Linked DNA regions of Mus musculus: all the other regions are linked to region 2. The links are chromatin contacts, called in public HiChIP or PLAC-seq maps. All regions are on one chromosome and are shown on one strand. The core of a region is the stretch at or near the end of the contact, and the rest is flanking DNA. Distances in the headings are between cores, read along the strand shown.

Region 1 (2,722 bases), core at 133-2,632, 120 kb before region 2:
TTCGGGCCTCAGAGAGCTAATCAGAGACAGGGTTCTGGCCTTGAGCTAGCTCAGGGTGTAGCTCTTCCAGCCTCTGGCTCTGGGATTCTAGCTTGTTGGAATGGAGGTTCCTCACCTGTAATTGTGGGATCCATCAAATTCCACTACTTTGGAATAAAGGAGTTAGCACAGGTTAGCCCTGGGGCTAGTGAGATTAGCATGGCAAGAGCTTAGCTTTCACATAAAGGATGCATACACACAATAAATCACTTAGTTCTCTGGCACCCATATCCTGGTCTAGAACCTCAGAAACCCGACAGCTATCATGTATGAATCATGAAGGAGTCATGCTAATTCTGTTTTTGAGTCCTACTCTCCCAAGTCAGCAGTGGGAAGAGGAGAGAGCTCCATTTTCTGTGGTGCAGCTTCTAGGAGTTCAGAAAATCACTATGGATTTTGGGTCCAGGAGGCCATCTGGTATTTTCACCTGCAGTCATCTAGAGTTCTCTCTCTCTCTCTCTCTCTCTCTCTCTCTCTCTCTCTCTCTCTCTCTCTCTCTCCTCACATGCTTGATTGCATTGCATCTGCCTGGGTCAGGACCCTGATGCCTGCCCTACAGTCAGCTAACTTCCTTGGTGGCATTGCATGGTCTGTGCCCTGTCTCAAAAATTATCACACACACACACACACACACACACACATCAGTAGCAGTTAATTAGCAGTTAACCTGATGTAAAGAATCTACGATGTATGGATGGAAAAGGAGGTGTCAATTGAATTTATTTTCCTCATAATTCCTCTGGGAGCCTGAGAGTTCCGGCAGTGGCCCCCTCTCCTCTCTTCTTTCTCAGCTCTCGGGTCAATGATCTCAGAGAGGCTTCACAGTCTGTATAACTTTGGACAAAGATGCTCTGAGCCAAGTTGCAGTCAATATCCCATTTGCATCAGGTTTTAATTTGGTTCTCCTTGCCTGGTCACCATGAAAGCTCCAGAGGCCGGCTGTAGTGGCTCATGCCTTTAAGCCTAGTGCTTATGAGTTTGAGGTCAGCAGAGTCTACATAACCAATTTTAGGCTGGTCAAAAAAATAAGACCCCATATCAACACCCGCCCCCCATGCAAACTTCATATTATGCAATCCAAGCAAGACAAAAAGTGCTGGCAACCACACTTTTCTGCTCTCCTGAATTTAGTAAGCGGTGACCTGCATGTTATATATACCGACTAGGTGGGCATGGAGCCACGTACCATAGCCAGGCGATAGGAGCCCTGCACTCATTCCCCCAGTGACACTGTCCTCTTATGACTTGCTCGGTGACTGTGCATGCGGTTCTCTGGCTCTTTGAAACCTAGCTTGGAGATTGCAGCACATGAGTGGTGTTTGCATTGACAAGTTTGTCCACTAGGTGGCACTCACACCATTTCTTTTCTGTCACTTTCCACAGGATTGAAGGCTGCAATAGACTCTATGAATTAAACTTAAGTAGCCGATCATCTTAAGAACAATCACATCTCCAAGGGCTGTCAAGTTTTCCTCCTTGGGCGATGAAGGTACCCAGGGCAGAACGAGGGGCTATCCCAGGCTCAGGCCATAGCACTGGCAATGCCTCTGTCCGTTTTCCTGTCCTGCCCCGGGCTTCAGTGCTGGGAGATACCAACAGGGGCCTTCACAGCCATACTTCCTGTTTCTGTCCCCATGTAATTAGCCTCAACCTAGTAAGTAAGGTATTTACCTTGTCTCAAGATCAGGATGGTAAGCATTGTCCCCTGATTCTTTAAGGGCAGAGATTGTACCCTGCTTTCACCAGGGCCTCTGGAGGCCAGCTCAAGATCAGACCCATAGCACGGGTTACTGAGTTTGAGTGAGAAGGCTCCTTGGTGGCTCTTGTTTCAGGTGGGGTCACTCAACCTTCCCTTCTTTTGTTCCTTCCTTCTTTGTCCATGCTGGCCTCAAAATGGTAATTTTCCTGCCTCAGCTCTGTCACAGTGGAAATTCCAGTGCTTATTGCCATCTGGACCTCAACTTTATCATTACTATTCCTTTTCTAGCCACAAGGCCCCTGTCCGGAGCCTCTGTTGGAAACGGTAGTCACATAAAGCTCAGCCCAGGGCAGGCTGACCTCGGAGGTACAGGTCCCCTTCTGCCAGCTGTTTGACCTCGGGTGGTTCACCTAACATCCCTGGGCGCCACACCTTAACAGGCTATAAAGGGAGTGGAATATTTCTAGCTGTAGCCAAAATCTCCTGAGTCCCTGGGACTAGGTTGGTAGGAAGTCTCAAGACTTCAGAGCCTCTGGAAAGAGGGTAGGAAGGAGAGCCACCCCAGGGCCTCCATCAGCACCGGTGTTGAATTCTCTCTGCACAGGGATGTGCAGTGCTTGGAGCACAAGGGGGTCCCTTACCCACCTCTTCTGCTTTTCCAGAGTGACCTCAGTACCAACCTGCTTCCTCCTGAGGTCCTAGGAGGAGCTGTGTATAACAGAAGCAGTAACAGCAGAAATGAGCAGATCTGAGAGCCCCACAAATTGGGTGCTCAGCCAGGCAATCGTTTCTGTGCTGGGAAAGGGGTCAGAGACCAAGCCCTTAAACCTCACAGCTGAAGCACACACACACACACACACACACACACACACACACACACACACACACACACACACACACATTGTGGAGTGTTAAAAGAAACAGTCAGGTCCAGAAGGCTCTGCCCTCACAATGAACCAGCCCACTCGTGAATCATCTGTCATA
Region 2 (2,998 bases), core at 231-2,730:
GATACAGCATTCGCTTAAGTCGCCATCAAGTTGTTCCCTGTGTTTCTTTTCTTGCCCACTGTTCATTGGGTAACATTATTTTTGATGTTCATGACTTTGACCATGGAAAACCTAAGGGTGTTTCCCTTCCACATGGCAATGCCCACCTGTGGAAGGAGTCTCTCTGCTCCCCTGGTGGGTGGCTTCTGCACTGGGCCTGAGTTGTTTGCTGAGCCCGAGTGTGAAACTTTCCCCATAGGAAAAGCTGGAGTTATGGGAATGTGCATATTGTAAAGGCACAAGGCTGCAACATCCAATCAGAGATTCCTCTCTGCTCTTATAAGTGCCTGGACCCTGCCCTTTCCCCTACTGACCCACATTGTCCTGTGGGTCATCTGGGCAGAACATCACCTGCACGAATGAAGTCACCTCATCAGGAGAACACCCCACTTTCTCCTTTGTGTGTTTCTGAGCCTCACACTCCTGCAACCCCTAACCCTTGGCTTTGTCTCCCCCAGTCCCCCCTGTGCCTGGCTTATCTACAAAGACGTTTCTGATTTTCTCTAAGCTTCTGCTCCAATCTAGTCTTCTCCATCCTGTGGAGACATTAAGAACTCTGCTGGGGTCTTAGAAAGAGCCATTCTTCCATATTGGTATTCCACACACCTGCTCCCATACCTTACCATTTAGAGAAGGGAAGGCATTTAGATTTAGTTCCTAGGGATTTGAAATTAGGACTGGGAGGCTGAGGGTTAGGACGAGGAGCCATACGGACCCCAGCCTGCTGGGCACACAGCTAGTAAGCAGCAGAGGCGGAATTCAGACATGGGCACCAGGCTGTACTTTCCCTTCTGTTCCTAGGTCCCACCTGGCTCTGCTTGATCACCAAACACACAGTCTCAGGGGAGCTTTTGTGAAACCCATGTTGTCCTGCCAGTCATTGGTGAAGCAGCTCTGTCATTGGCTCCTTGGAGGGAAGGATGGGAAGGGCAGGCATCTGCTGACTTCCCACTTCTGCTTTCTCCAGGAAATGAAGAGAAACCCAGCACAAGTGATTCATAATGAAACACTGTTGTTGATGGCTGCCATGCGAGGCCAGGTCTTGGTCTGTTCCCCTGAGCTGAGCCATTGGAGGCTGGGGATAGAAGCACTCACACCATGTGACATCCGCAGGCTTTGACCACCACCCTCCAGGTACGTCTTTCTGATCTTGGATAAGAGAGATCAGCCAGGTGGGGGCTGTTTGTTGCGGTAGACTGCCCCGCTGCTTCCTGCAAAGCCAACTGTGGAGCACATGTGTGACCATCAGTACTTAGTCTGAATGCGGGGTGGCAGAGAGGAGGGACGATTGGCAGGAAGTGAGCGGTGAAGGAGGTCCTTGTGGTCAGTGCCTCTCAGCACCCTTGTCACTTGTGAGTTTTGCTGAGCTGACCAGGCACTAGATCATTCCTTACCCTCTGACCACGGGTTAAGTCCCTTCTTTAGACTCTGCTGAGAGGTAGGAGTCTGCCACAGCTGGGGAAAACTAACTCTGGCTTGTGCCACTGTCAAGGTATAGAACGGGACACTGACTGAGACGCTCCTCTCATAGCCCTGGTGTAGCTTGTGAAGGGTGGACCACCCACCCTGGCCTTCGGGGCAGCTGGGCAGACCTGGTCTTGCCCTTAGCTGGCCCCACCCTTGCCTGCCCCAGGATCTGGTAAGTAGAAGTCTCTTAAGGTGGCATTTCTTCACCTGCGTTATCACACGCAGCCTTTGAATTCCAATGTTTCTCATTAACAGCAGCATCTGGGCCACTGAGGATTGATCCCTTTCTCCTTCAAAACCCAGCTTTCAAGAACCTAATCCTTTGTCCCAGTCTTTCCGAAGTGATGACTGGGCGTTGGGTACTGTCTTTCTAGGGAATATTTCAAGTATAATTGTCTCCATTTCTATCCACTTACGTCCAATGAACTAGTAAAGAGACAAGTTACAGATGGGGCCTGTGATGCCGGTGCGGTGACATAAAGTGGGTTGGAGGAATGTGCAGGATGGACAGGGAGGGCACACATCTGCTGAGAGGACACTGAAGGAGCCCAGCCCTGCACTGTGGTTTCTGAGAATTGCTCTTAAAAGCCTTCAGGAAGGCTTGGAGGTCAGTGTGGTACCTTGCAGTGAAGGGTGTGCTGGGGGCTGGGGACTAGCCAGAGAGTTGGGTGTGGGCTCAAGTGTGGGAAAAATTCTCCTGTCTTTACATCCTTGGTGTCTGGTCTGACCTCCTATGGGCCTAAAAGAGTTTTCTTTTTTATTAAATTTTAAAAAAACCTTATTTTATTATCTTGTGTGTATAGGTGTTTAGCCTGAATGACCCTCTGTCCCAGCTTTGGGATTATTGTTTCCTTGTTTTTATTTCTGATTCCTCCACTATCTCTAAATTGTTTAATACATGTCTGGTAGTTTGAATGGGAGTGCTTTCCTTAGGCTCATATATTTTCATACTTGGTCTCTAATTGGTGGAAATGTTTGGGAAGTGTTAGGAGGTGTGGCCTTGTTGGAAAGGGTGAGTTACTGGGGGCGGGCTTTGAGGTTTCAAAAGTCCTCTCCCTTTGTTTCTAGTGAGGGCCTCTCTCTTTGCCTCTTGGATGTGATTTTTAGACTCTCAGCTGTTCCTGCCACTGTTCCTTTGCTCTGACATCATGGATTCTAATCCTCCGAACCTGTAAGCAACAGATTAAATGCTTTCTTTTGTAACTTGTCTTGGTCATGGTGTTTTATCACAGCAACGGAAAGGTAACCCAAACTATATATGGCTTTATTTTATACTTTTTTGAACTTAGCCTGAAGTTAGGCGCGCGCGCGCGCGCACACACACACACACACACACACACACACACAGAGTATACTGTATGCATGAGTGTGTGCATATGTATGCAGGTACACATACCTGTGCATGCATATGGAGAGGACAGACTTTGATATCAGATGTCTTACTCTACTGTTCTACATCTTTATCTTTGAGACAAGGTCTCTGAATGCCCCT
Region 3 (2,994 bases), core at 131-2,630, 85 kb after region 2:
AAGCACTAGACTCTGCTTTGCTTTGGGGAGGAGGGCTTGTGCATTCTAGCCCTCTGGGGGTGGGAGACAAGATGGATTGTACTGGGGAGGTCTTGTGAGAAGGGCCGGACTGAGAACAAGCCCAGCCTGAGAGTGACCAAAGAGTACAACTCAGTCAGATTACTGCTTCTGGCTGATGAGCTCAGTGTGGCCTGTGAGCAGGACCCATGGTTGTATTGTCTGAGTGAAAGCAGCAGACCTATTGCCAAGACTTCTGGAGATCCAGTCTCTCTTTCCAGCCTATCCTGTTGCATGAGACTTCTCTGGCTGTACATGGGCATAGATACAGGCAACTGCCAGGAGTGCTGTATCACAGTACTGCTGGGACATACTGATGACATGTCTTCTTTGGCTCCCTCAGGGGTAAGGGTGTTCCATTCCAGCCCTGCTGCCAGCAGCCTGGACTACATTGGAGGACCTGCCATCCTCCTAGGCCTCATCTCCCTGGCAACAGATGACCACACCATGTATGCAGCTATGAAGGTCCTGCACTCGGTCCTGACCAGCAATGCCATGTGTGATTACCTGATGCAGCACATCTGTGGGTACCAGGTAATCCTGCCCTCCTGGCTGACCCTGTAGCTTCCCAAAGAGGTGCCATCCCCAGGATATGCCTGCCTCTTTTGCCCCAGTAGGTCGGAAGTGACTTCTGGGAAAGAGTGTCCCAGCAAGCCTTGCATTCCCCATGACCTTGATCACCCCAGATGGAGACTGTTGAGTGATTCATTGACAGACATGCTGCTGCCTACAGTTCATCGCAGAGGAGGGCCTGGTGACAGTCAGCACAAGGAGCTCTGTCTAGACCAGATTGCTTATCAGTCTGCTGCTGTAGCGTTCTCCTTGATGATTCCAGAATCATTTAGGATTGACCCATTCTGCCTCCCTCACAGGGGATGAGAGTCTGTATTATAGACCCAGACTGGTTTGAAATCCTGCCTCATCTTCTACCTTGTTATTCAACCTTTGAAAGAATTATTTACATCTGCTCAGTCTCCGCACCTGAAGAGCTGGGCTTTCATCCCTCTTGTCTCTTGGCTTATAATGAGGATGGAAAGACTTCATACAATTGATGGGGCTCAGATTCTAAGCCTGACTAGGAGCCAGTGCTCAGTTAACATTAGCTGCTTTGAGTTCTTAACCTCCTTGTGACAGTTCTCTCGTGTACAGGACAGGATGACTAGCCGACATGCAGATAGGGATGATTGTGTGAATTGTGTGTATGCAGGGGACTTAGAAGAGCGTCCATTCACAAAAGTTGCTGCAAATGTGCTTACAGCCTTGCCACGGCTATCTGCAATAGATGAGATCAGATCTTGCCCTCCAGTAACTTCCTGCCTGGTAGGGCCATGGCTTTGAGAGGAACCACAGGAAGAAGAGCCAGCTCTTAGGTCTTAGTTGGGGGAAGAAGGAGGTCAGATTGCAGATGTGTCAAAAAAAAAGTGAGCAGAATGGGGTGAAAAGATGTCGCACATTTGCTGATCACAAGCATCTCTTTCAGAGGGCATGTTGGAAGACCAACAGGAGTGTCTTGGGAGAACAGGGACAGAAAGTAGACTTTGTCAGAATCAGAAATAGGAAATTGGATTGTGTACACCGTGATCTGAGTCCCAAAGGGATGGGTGGCAGCTCAGATGTCAGCAGGGGGCTGGGTAGCCTGGGTTTTTATATCTCTAAGATCAGGAGGGCGCAAAGCTTTCTGGGAAGCATCTTTCTCAGTTCTGAGATGTATTTTCAGAAACAAGAGTCTTGGTCCCAGCGTCTCCATCCTAGAGTGGATGCTGCCCGTGCTCACCTTAGGGCAGGATAGAATGACACAGCCTGACCTGAGGCTGTGTGATCTGGGTGTGGGCCTGTGGTGGCTTCCTGACAGTGCTGCAGCACTGAGGAGAGGCTGCAGTAATGGATATATAGACCCAGTAAGAGACGAGGAAAGCACAGAGACACGAGGCGCGAGGTAACATCTCGTAAGCCCAGTAAAACAGGCACAGAAAACGAAGGGGCACAGATACTGGTGTGGGTGTCGCTTGTGAGAACATAGAATGAAGGATGGCAGTCCCAGAGAGTAGGGGGTGTGGTCTGAGGGCAGTGGGGGTGGTCTGAGAACATGGGGTGTGGTCTGAGAGCAAGGGGTGTGGTCTGAGGGTAGGGGGTGTGGTCTGAGAGCAGGGAGTGTGGTCTGAAAGCAAGGGATGTGGTCTGAGAACAGGGGTTGTGGTCTGAGAGCAGGGGCCCTGTAGGAACTAACAGTACAGGAGAAAGAATCCCACTGTGCATGTCACCTTTCCAGATCTTAGCCTTTCTCCTGCGGAAGAAGACATCCTTTCTAAACCACCGCATTTTCCAGTTGATCCTCTCAGTGGCTGGCACAGCGGAGCTGGGTTTCAGGCCGTCTGCTGTCACTAACATGTGTATCTTCCAGCATGTGCTCTGCAATTTTGAGGTAAAGCAGAGACTGGCCCCTAGGCCTTCGGGAATATGTGTGTAAGAGAGTAAAACACAATAATACTGGTGTTTCACCTTCCTTCTTAGTCTGATTAAGACCGGGATGGGGGGTGGGGTGGGAGAATCACAATAGCTTTGGAGCACAGAAACCTGGGTTTACAGTTCAGCCCTGCTGTCTCTGATGTGTATCACCTTAGGGTGTGTCTTGATCACTCTGATCCTCCTTATTCTTTTGAGATAGTCTTGGTATATAACCCAGGCTGGCTTTGAACTCATGCTCTAAGAGGATCCTGACTCAGCCCGTTTAGTGCTGAGCTTCCAAGCAGGTGTCGCTATGCCTTGATCCATTACACTTGTTTATGAAACTTACATTATTTCTTCTTTGCAAGCTGTCATACGGGTTAAAGACTCATATATATTTATGTGTGTGTGTGTGTGTGTATGTGTGTGTGTGTGTATAATGTCAGTATATATATATATATATATATATATATATATATATGCACACACACC

The links. HiChIP or PLAC-seq counts read pairs in DNA pulled down with a chosen protein or histone mark.
Region 1: a contact with region 2 is called in an H3K4me3 HiChIP or PLAC-seq map of bone marrow-derived macrophages, with 2.9 times the contacts expected there. The contact joins the enhancer-like site here to the promoter of Wdfy4 in region 2. A contact is called at or near these places in 2 of 39 promoter capture datasets (neutrophils and pre-B cells), 2 of 484 Hi-C or Micro-C datasets (bone marrow-derived macrophages and neural stem cells), 3 of 115 datasets of contacts at active chromatin or transcription factors (bone marrow-derived macrophages, large pre-B cells and microglia) and 3 of 9 other capture datasets (adipose tissue, liver and pancreatic islet).
Region 3: an H3K4me3 HiChIP or PLAC-seq map of bone marrow-derived macrophages shows a contact between it and region 2, with 2.2 times the contacts expected there. The contact joins the enhancer-like site here to the promoter of Wdfy4 in region 2. A contact is called at or near these places in 3 of 39 promoter capture datasets (the 3T3-L1 cell line, HPC-7-derived erythroid cells and hematopoietic stem and progenitor cells) and 2 of 115 datasets of contacts at active chromatin or transcription factors (bone marrow-derived macrophages and pro-B cells).

Annotation. Positions count from the first base shown.
Region 1 is chr14:33,302,306-33,305,027 of GRCm38.p6, reverse strand. All of the region lies in intron 4 of Arhgap22 (Rho GTPase activating protein 22), which reads right to left. Among named protein-coding and RNA genes, the nearest start is that of Gm41130, 72 kb to the right of the region's middle. Within about 2 kb of position 1,382, at least 41 of the 459 cell types and tissues checked have an H3K27ac peak or open chromatin away from gene starts, as enhancers often do. A contact at or near this core is called in bone marrow-derived macrophages and microglia, where this site is marked.
Region 2 is chr14:33,183,548-33,186,545 of GRCm38.p6, reverse strand. Wdfy4 (WD repeat and FYVE domain containing 4) reads left to right here and starts at 1,480. Exons shown (of 59, transcript NM_001146022.2): 1 at 1,480-1,678.
Region 3 is chr14:33,098,502-33,101,495 of GRCm38.p6, reverse strand. It overlaps Wdfy4 (WD repeat and FYVE domain containing 4), which reads left to right. Exons shown (of 59, transcript NM_001146022.2): 22 at 401-591; 23 at 2,327-2,479. Among named protein-coding and RNA genes, the nearest start is that of Wdfy4, 85 kb to the left of the region's middle. Within about 2 kb of position 1,380, at least 40 of the 459 cell types and tissues checked have an H3K27ac peak or open chromatin away from gene starts, as enhancers often do. A contact at or near this core is called in bone marrow-derived macrophages, where this site is marked.